2 separate regions of the Mus musculus genome follow, and region 1 is linked to region 2. Evidence: chromatin contacts called from public Micro-C data. All regions are on one chromosome and are shown on one strand. Each heading gives the region's core, a stretch centred on a gene start, on an enhancer-like site or on the middle of the called end of the contact. The rest is flanking DNA. Distances are from core to core; before and after follow the strand shown. Region 1 holds the start of Cep164 (centrosomal protein 164). Region 2 holds the start of Tagln (transgelin).

Region 1 (3,781 bases), core at 1,221-3,720, 110 kb after region 2:
ACCAACCTTGGGAGAAACTGAATAAAACATATATCCTTCATCTGCATGGTGATAATTCCATAGCCTGCCATATTTTTTGAAGACTATTTTCTAGCCCTTTTCCTGAAGGAGAAAAGTATTTTAAGGGATAACACTTCAGGGGGCCTTTTTATGTGCCTCAGCCTGGCCTGGAATGTAATTTTACTTTCATTTTATTTCATTTAATTAACTAATTTATTTATTGAGACATAGTTTCTCTTTATAGCTCTGGCTGTCCTGGAACTCACTCTATAGACCAGGCTGGTCTTGAACTCAGATATCCACCTGCCTCTGCCTCCTGAGTGCTGGGATTAAAGTCGTGCACCACTACCTGACTTGTTTTGTTTTATTTTTATTTTTTTAATTAAAAAAATTTTTTTTATTTTTTAATGCTTTTATTTATTTATTTATTTATTTATTTATTTATTTATTTATTTATTATATGTAAGTACACTGTAGCTGTCCTCAGACACTCCAGAAGAGGGAGTCAGATCTCATTACGGATGGTTGTGAGCCACCATGTGGTTGCTGGGATTTGAACTCCTGACCTTCGGAAGAACAGTCGGGTGCTCTTACCCACTGAGCCATCTCACCAGCCCTTTTTAATGCTTTTTTGTTGTTGTTGTTTCGAGACAGGGTTTCTCTGTGTAGCCTTGGATGTCTTGGAACTCACTCTGTAGACCAGGCTGGCCTCGAACTCAGAGATCTGCCTGCCTCTGCCTCCCAAGTGCTGGGATTAAAGGTGTGAGCCACCACTGCCCAGCTCTTTCTTTCTTGAGGCAGCAGCTCACTATACAGTCCTGGAACTGGATATGTAGACCTTGCCAGTCTAGAATTCATAGAAATCTGCTTGTCTCTATCATTCTTTCTCCTCCTCCTCCTCCTCCTCCTCCTCCTCCTCCTCCTCCTCCTCCTCCTCCTCCTCCTCCTCCTTATTTTTGACTTTTTCCTGACAGGGTTATTCTGTGTTACAGCCTGACAGTCTTGGAACTTATTTTGTAGACCTGGCTGGACTTGAACCCACAAAGATATGACTGTCTCTGCCTTCTGGATGTTGGGAATAAAGGCTTTGGGATTCAGTGTGGTTCAGTCACCACTATCTAGCTGCTTTTTTCAAAAAATATTTTATTCTTTTATGTGTTCCAGTGTTTTGCCTGCAGGTATGTCTGTGTACCACATGTCTGTGTTCACATGTGTTTGCCTGGTGTGGGTAGAAGCCAGAAGAGGTGTTGGATCCTCTGGAACTAGAGTTTCTGCTGGTTGTGAGCTGCCTCGTGCTTGCTGGGAATCAGACTCTGGTCCTCCCGCAGAGCAGCAGGTGTTGGCAGCTGCTGAGCTGGTTCTACAGCCTCAGATGGCAAGTCTTGTGTATAGGAAGCTATGGGCAGTGTTTAGTTATGTCTGATATAGTCATGATATGGCATCTCTTCTATGTCTGGTCCAGTGGCCCCTTGGGGACACTTTTAAAGATTGTGATGATAATGAGGAGCAGTGATTTTTTTCCCCATCTGTGGTGAGAATAAAGGAATTGCAGAAAGATTTGACGTTAAACATGAGAAACACATCCTGATGTCTGGTTTGAGATCCCTAGTAACAACACTCGCAATTTCTCCTTGTCGGCTTAGACTCTAGCGGCGCAGGACTCGGTTTTAAATTTACAATAGTAGAGTGGGAGAGATGATGGTTCAGCCGTTGAGAGCACTGTTGTTCTTGCAGACGACCTAGGTTTGGTTTCTAGCACCCACAAGGTGGCGCACAACTGCTTACAACTCCAGTTTCAGGGGATGCAGTGCCCTCTTCTGGCCTCCATGACTATCAGGTATAATGTAGACAAAACATCCACACACTTAAAATTTTTTTTGAGACAGGGTCTCACTGTGTAGTCCCAGCTGGCTTGAAACTCACTATATAGACCAGGCTAGTCTCAAACGCACAGAGATCTGTCTGCTTTGTGCCCCAAGTGGTGGCATTAAGGGCTTGTGTTATCAGATCCCGGTCCACGTATAATACATTAAAAGGAAAAAGTTAGTAGGCAGCTCTCTTGACAACCGAGTCATCTCTCCAACCCCTTCATAGTTCTTTTATTAAGGGCCCAATCAATAGGTTGACCACTGATAATCACTGTTGTTCGCGTGATTTTACTCGACCTTTACAAAATGATGGTCTATAAATGATTGTTAATTTTGCTTAATTAATAGTAATAGTAGATTATTATTAATATTATGAATGCTTCCTTTCGTCCGCGGGAGAAATTCTCTTATCTACCTTCAGGTCTCTCTTTTAACCTCTTTGTGGTGGGAGTGGGATTGTGCTTATTCACTATTTTGAACTACAACTTTCAGGATGCAACGGGCAAAGCCTCGTGGGGGAACTTCAACCAATCCAATGCCAACGCTCTCAGTCAGCGACCTATTGGCTCTTGGTAGAGGCGGGCCTCTCAGTTGCTAGGCCAGTGCCTTTCCGGAAGTGGTTGCTGGTCGCTGCAGGGCAACACCCCGGCGTCCCTGGAAGCGGGGAGCCGGACACCCCGGCGTCCCTGGAAGGTGGGGGGCCGGGGTGGTGCTGGGGAGGAGGCGCAGAGCCATCCTCCCGGAAACCCCGGATCGGGGACAGGTGAGATCTCGGAGCCAGGCTTGGTGGCGTGGCAGGAGTTTGCAGGGAGCTGAAGCGTTGTGAGGTGTTGCTGCGCGGGAACTAAGCTGGGAGAGAAGAGCCCTCCGGCGTGCGGGGCCTGGCTTTCTAGCCTCTCCTGAATCTACACCCTACCGCCATTGCCCAGCCCATTCCTGGGCTATCCCAAGTTCAGCCAAGCGCATGGCATCTTTCGGCCAGCTGGGCAAGAGAGGAGGTTTGGGGTTTTCTTTGCACTGATTCAGGAATCTACGCCCGGAACCGCTGCCCTCTTCTTGGCCTCGGTGACTCGCCCTCGCGCGTCTGCCAGCTCAGCCCTCTGCAGGCCCCTGCATGCTTTTCTCTGCACTCCATCTCTGGATTGCGACTAGAGCCTCCAGTTACCGGTTGCTCTGGGAAGTACTTGCTGCCTAGCCAGATACCTTACTCGAGCTTAGATGTGCTTGCGGATCATCTCCAACCCGCACCCCCCCCCCGCCGCCCCCCCCCCCGGACCTTCTATCAATGTCTCCCATGTTTCTTGTCTCAATGGAGAACTTCCTCAGTCACTTAGCCCACTCTACGCTGAGAATTCATTCCGCTGTCTGCAGTAGTCATCTGGCATGCTTCAGATTTCTTGGCAGTCGGCTTCTTGGCCTAAAATCACAGTGGACTGGCTGAAATCCTCTCTGCTTTCTCTCTTCTCTTCCTTCACCTAGCTGCGAGACCCTGCTATTCTCCTGCCCTCAGGATTAGCCGCTTTTCATTCAGGTAGCCACTGGCTTGGTTCATAATTTCTTGGCTGCGCTTTCAGAATAACTGCCTCTGATTTTGTCCCCTTTTTGATTGGTTCTTGTGCAGCTGTCAGTCACCTTTCCGAACGGTAACTCTCACCACCTCCAACTTTCTTTATGAAATTCCCATGGCAGCCCCTTATGAAGTCCTGTATACAGCTAAAGCCCTCGCAAGCCCGGACTCGCTGCTCCTTGTCCTTCATTCAAGCAGTCTCTGTATTTGATAAGTGGGGATAGTAAACCTCTAGCTGAGAGGCTGGGGTGGGATGGTGGCGAATAAAGCCCTTGGTACAGTTCTGCCGCATACAAGTGTTCCGGGAAGTGTGTGGTTAGTCCAAGTTTTTGTTGTTATAATTAAT
Region 2 (4,349 bases), core at 343-2,842:
CAGCAGGCACACAGCACCTGACTACCCACCACGTATGTAAACGTCAGTATCCTTTCCAGCCAGCTCTGCAGATGGGTGTCCAGGCTGTGCCATGATGCACCTCAAGTGGGCAGAGCCCTTGCAGGCCAAGGTTTTAAAGGCTGTTCAGGAATGGATGGCAAGCAGGATCTAAGAGGAGGGGGGGTTGTTGTTGTTTGGGGGGGGGGTGGTTTTGGTTTGTTTTTTTTGAGACAGGGTTTCTCTGTGTGGCCCTGGCCCTCCTGGAACCCACTCTGTAGACCAGGCTGGCCTTGAACTCAGAAATCTGCCTGCCTCTGCCTCCCGAGTGCTGGGATTAAAGGCGTGTGCCCATCGAGGAGGGAGATTTTATTTAGATTATAAAAAGGACGGGATTTGGGGAATCCTGTCTAGTGAATTCAGGACGTAATCAGTGGCTGGAAAGCAAGAGCTCTAGAGGAGCTCCAGCTTATTATGACCCTTCCTTCAGATGCCACAAGGAGGTGCTGGAGTTCTATGCACCAATAGCTTAAACCAGCCAGGCTGGCTGTAGTGGATTGAGCGTCTGAGGCTGCACCTCTCTGGCCTGCAGCCAGTTCTGGGTGAGACTGACCCTGCCTGAGGGTTCTCTCCTTCCCTCTCTCTACTCCTTTCTCCCTCTCCCTCTCCCTCTCTCTGTTTCCTGAGGTTTCCAGAATTGGGGATGGGACTCAGAGACACCACTAAAGCCTTACCTTTTAAGAAGTTGCATTCAGTGAGTGTGTGAGACATAGCACAGATAGGGGCAGAGGAGAGCTGGTTCTGTCTCCACTGTGTTTGGTCTTGGGTACTGAACTCAGACCATCAGGTGTGATAGCAGTTGTCTTTAACCCTAACCCTGAGCCTGTCTCACCTGTCCCTTCCCAAGACCACTGAAGCTAGGTGCAAGATAAGTGGGGACCCTTTCTGAGGTGGTAGGATCTTTCACGATAAGGACTATTTTGAAGGGAGGGAGGGTGACACTGTCCTAGTCCTCTTACCCTAGTGTCTCCAGCCTTGCCAGGCCTTAAACATCCGCCCATTGTCACCGCTCTAGAAGGGGCCAGGGTTGACTTGCTGCTAAACAAGGCACTCCCTAGAGAAGCACCCGCTAGAAGCATACCATACCTGTGGGCAGGATGACCCATGTTCTGCCATGCACTTGGTAGCCTTGGAAAGGCCACTTTGAACCTCAATTTTCTCAACTGTTAAATGGAGTGGTAACTGCTATCTCATAATAAAGGGGAACGTGAAAGGAAGGCGTTTGCATAGTGCCTGGTTGTGCAGCCAGGCTGCAGTCAAGACTAGTTCCCACCAACTCGATTTTAAAGCCTTGCAAGAAGGTGGCTTGTTTGTCCCTTGCAGGTTCCTTTGTCGGGCCAAACTCTAGAATGCCTCCCCCTTTCTTTCTCATTGAAGAGCAGACCCAAGTCCGGGTAACAAGGAAGGGTTTCAGGGTCCTGCCCATAAAAGGTTTTTCCCGGCCGCCCTCAGCACCGCCCCGCCCCGACCCCCGCAGCATCTCCAAAGCATGCAGAGAATGTCTCCGGCTGCCCCCGACAGACTGCTCCAACTTGGTGTCTTTCCCCAAATATGGAGCCTGTGTGGAGTGAGTGGGGCGGCCCGGGGTGGTGAGCCAAGCAGACTTCCATGGGCAGGGAGGGGCGCCAGCGGGCGGCAGAGGGGTGACATCACTGCCTAGGCGGCCTTTAAACCCCTCACCCAGCCGGCGCCCCGGCCCGTCTGCCCCAGCCCAGACACCGAAGCTACTCTCCTTCCAGTCCACAAACGACCAAGCCTTGTAAGTGCAAGTCATGGGAGCAGAAGGGCTGTGGGCTCAATTAGATCCCCTAGTCTCTTCTAGTTTGCTGGGTGGAATTGGGTCCCTAGAGACCATTCTCTGTGTTAGACAAAAAGTCTGGGTTAAAATGCCTAGGATGATTTGACTGGGGCAAAAGAATAAATGGGGTGAGAGGGAGGCTCAAATTTCAGTCACTGTCCCACCCATAGGTGTATGGGCTATGTGTTAGGCCCAAAGAGGTGACAAATGAGGCCAAGGGAACAACTCCATCTTTGGATCTCCAAGAAGGTGAGGGGCTAAGTTCTGGAAAGCAGTGACCCACTGATGGTCCCCAGGGCTAATGCAACTCGGGGGAGCCAGGAGGTAGCCCCCTCAGGCAGTGGAGGACTAAAGATCTTATTTTTTGTAGCGCTAGGGATCAAACCCCAGGGCGCTATGTGTGGCAGGCATGTGCTCCATCTACCACAGAAGTTTAATGCTTCAGACTAGCCTGGGATAGGGCCTGCTTTTTCTTTCCTTTTCTCTCTCTCTCTCTCTCTCTCTCTCTCTCTCTCTCTCTCTCTCTCTCTCTTTCTTTCCTTTTCTCTCTTTCACTCTCTCTTTCTAATTTTCTTTTTCTTTTTTTCTTTCTTTTCTTTAGACAGGGTTTCTCTGTGTAGCCCTGGCTGTTCTGGAACTCACTCTTTAGACCAGGCTGGCCTCGAACTCAGAAATCTACCTGCCTCTGCCTCCCAAGTGCTGGGATTAAAGGCGTGTGCCACCACTGCCCAGCTAAGGTTTGCTTTTTCATGGCAGCTTGGTCCAGTTTGAAAGTAGGAGGTCAGTCCACTGTAGGCAGATAGGTGACAGGTGGCAGATAGGTGACAGATAGGTGACAGGTGGAGGAGCTTTGGAACTGGGACTGGACAGCCCTGGGACCCCTGTTCCTCCCAAAGGGTCTTGGTGGTTCCCCTTGGGGCTCTCTAAAGGATGTCAGTGGGCTGTTGCCACATCTATATAAGAGGACTAGTCTTCTGGAATTTAGGTGTGATCTCTCAGGGATGCAGAAATGCTCACCCTTACTGTCATTTTATGGGCTGAGGTACCACAGGCAGATATACCCTGGTTCTGCTTGTTGTCCAGGGTCTCTGCTACATGGAGGCCCCTTTCCACAGCCTAACCTCTCTACCTGCTGACAGGAGGGCTGGATGGCCACAGGCATCCAAGCTGCGCATCATGCAGGTGTTTTGCGTTGGAGCTTTTGTCTAGAAATACCCTGGTGGGCTGCCAAACCACCACCCATATCCCTCTCTCCTCTCTGCTGCCTCTAAGATGACAGCTTGATTTTTCTTATAGTGATTTTTTTTTTTGGTTTTGTTTTTTTGTTTGTTTTAAGTTAGCATACAAAGTAATACATTTCATCATGGCATTTGGACATACATATATATTTTATTTGCTCTCCTGGCCTCTTCTCAAAGAGACTTCTCTGGACTTTCTTGTATTTTTGGTTGTGAGCCTAGCCTTTAACGGCTGAGCCATCTCTCCAGCCCTTCTTTGGACTTTCTACTTCATACTTCCCACCAGTCTGGGAAGAAGGGCACATGGAATCTTGAGAGCATGACCTGACCCAGACCTGACAGATGTCAAGGCTGCAGTGTATGCTCTTGTTGCTACGGCTTGTTCTTAGTCCTGCAGTTCAGAACTTTCTGGAGACTGAGAAGTGCATGTGAGGACACTCTCCTCCCATCTTTTCCTCTAGTGGCTAGTGATGTTTGGTTTTTTGTTTTGAGACAGGGTTTCTCTGTATAGCCCTAGCTATCCTGGAACTCACTTTGTAGATCAGGCTGGCCTCCAACTCAGAAATCTGCCTGCCTCTGCCTCCCGAGTGCTGGGACTAAAGGCGTGCGCCACCACTGTCCAGTCAGGAGTAGAAGGAAACTGTAAGGTGCTTGAGACAGGCTGAGTAGAGGCTAGGAGGAAGGGGCTCCGCAGTCACCGGCTCCATGACTCTGTGACTTTTGTGGTTCCTTGTCGCAGCGGTTCCTGGTGGTGGTGGTGGTCGGGGGTTGGGGGGAGGGGGCAGGCCACACAGTGGGGTGTGGGAGGGAATAGCTGTTGACAACTTCCCAACAGAAACCAGGCTTTTGAGTCCTCCAGGGTAGCTTGAGAGGGTACTCAGAAAGCCGTGTCCATGTCCCCTTTCCTTCACCTCAGGGAAGTAAGTTGCCTATAGGGTTGTCATTTCAATGAGGTCTTCTGGTTATTCTGTTTTTCTCTCAATGTTGGTGTTGGGCTCAGGGAATGCTTTGGAGAAGGTGGTGGGAACTGGAGAAGGGAAGATCAGTTTACTGTGTAAACTCACTGGTTAAAGTACCCCCTCCCTTCCACCCTGCAATACACACACACACACACACACACACACACACACACACACACACCCCATCTCGAAGAGCTCTATTAAGCTCCAGGTGCACTGTAGTTCACAGACTGCATCTTCCAGGTTTGCTCCCACTTCACAAGCAGAGAACTCATAACTGAAGGGGGTGACAGCACA

What was found. Hi-C and Micro-C count contacts between places; a contact is called where the count stands out from the background.
Region 1: a Micro-C map of embryonic stem cells shows a contact between it and region 2, with 6 times the contacts expected there. The contact joins the promoter of Cep164 here to the promoter of Tagln in region 2. A contact is called at or near these places in 5 of 39 promoter capture datasets (the 3T3-L1 cell line, embryonic stem cells, hippocampal neurons and 1 more), 1 of 15 datasets of contacts at CTCF or cohesin (embryonic stem cells), 29 of 484 Hi-C or Micro-C datasets (B cells, the C2C12 cell line, CD4 T cells and 17 more), 8 of 115 datasets of contacts at active chromatin or transcription factors (double positive thymocytes, embryonic stem cells, neural tube and 2 more) and 5 of 9 other capture datasets (adipose tissue, embryonic stem cells, embryonic tail and 2 more).

The regions. Positions count from the first base shown.
Region 1 is chr9:45,827,352-45,831,132 of GRCm38.p6, reverse strand. Cep164 (centrosomal protein 164) reads left to right here and starts at 2,470. Exons shown (of 30, transcript NM_001081373.3): 1 at 2,470-2,631.
Region 2 is chr9:45,933,301-45,937,649 of GRCm38.p6, reverse strand. It overlaps Tagln (transgelin), which reads left to right and starts at 1,592. Exons shown (of 5, transcript NM_011526.5): 1 at 1,592-1,816.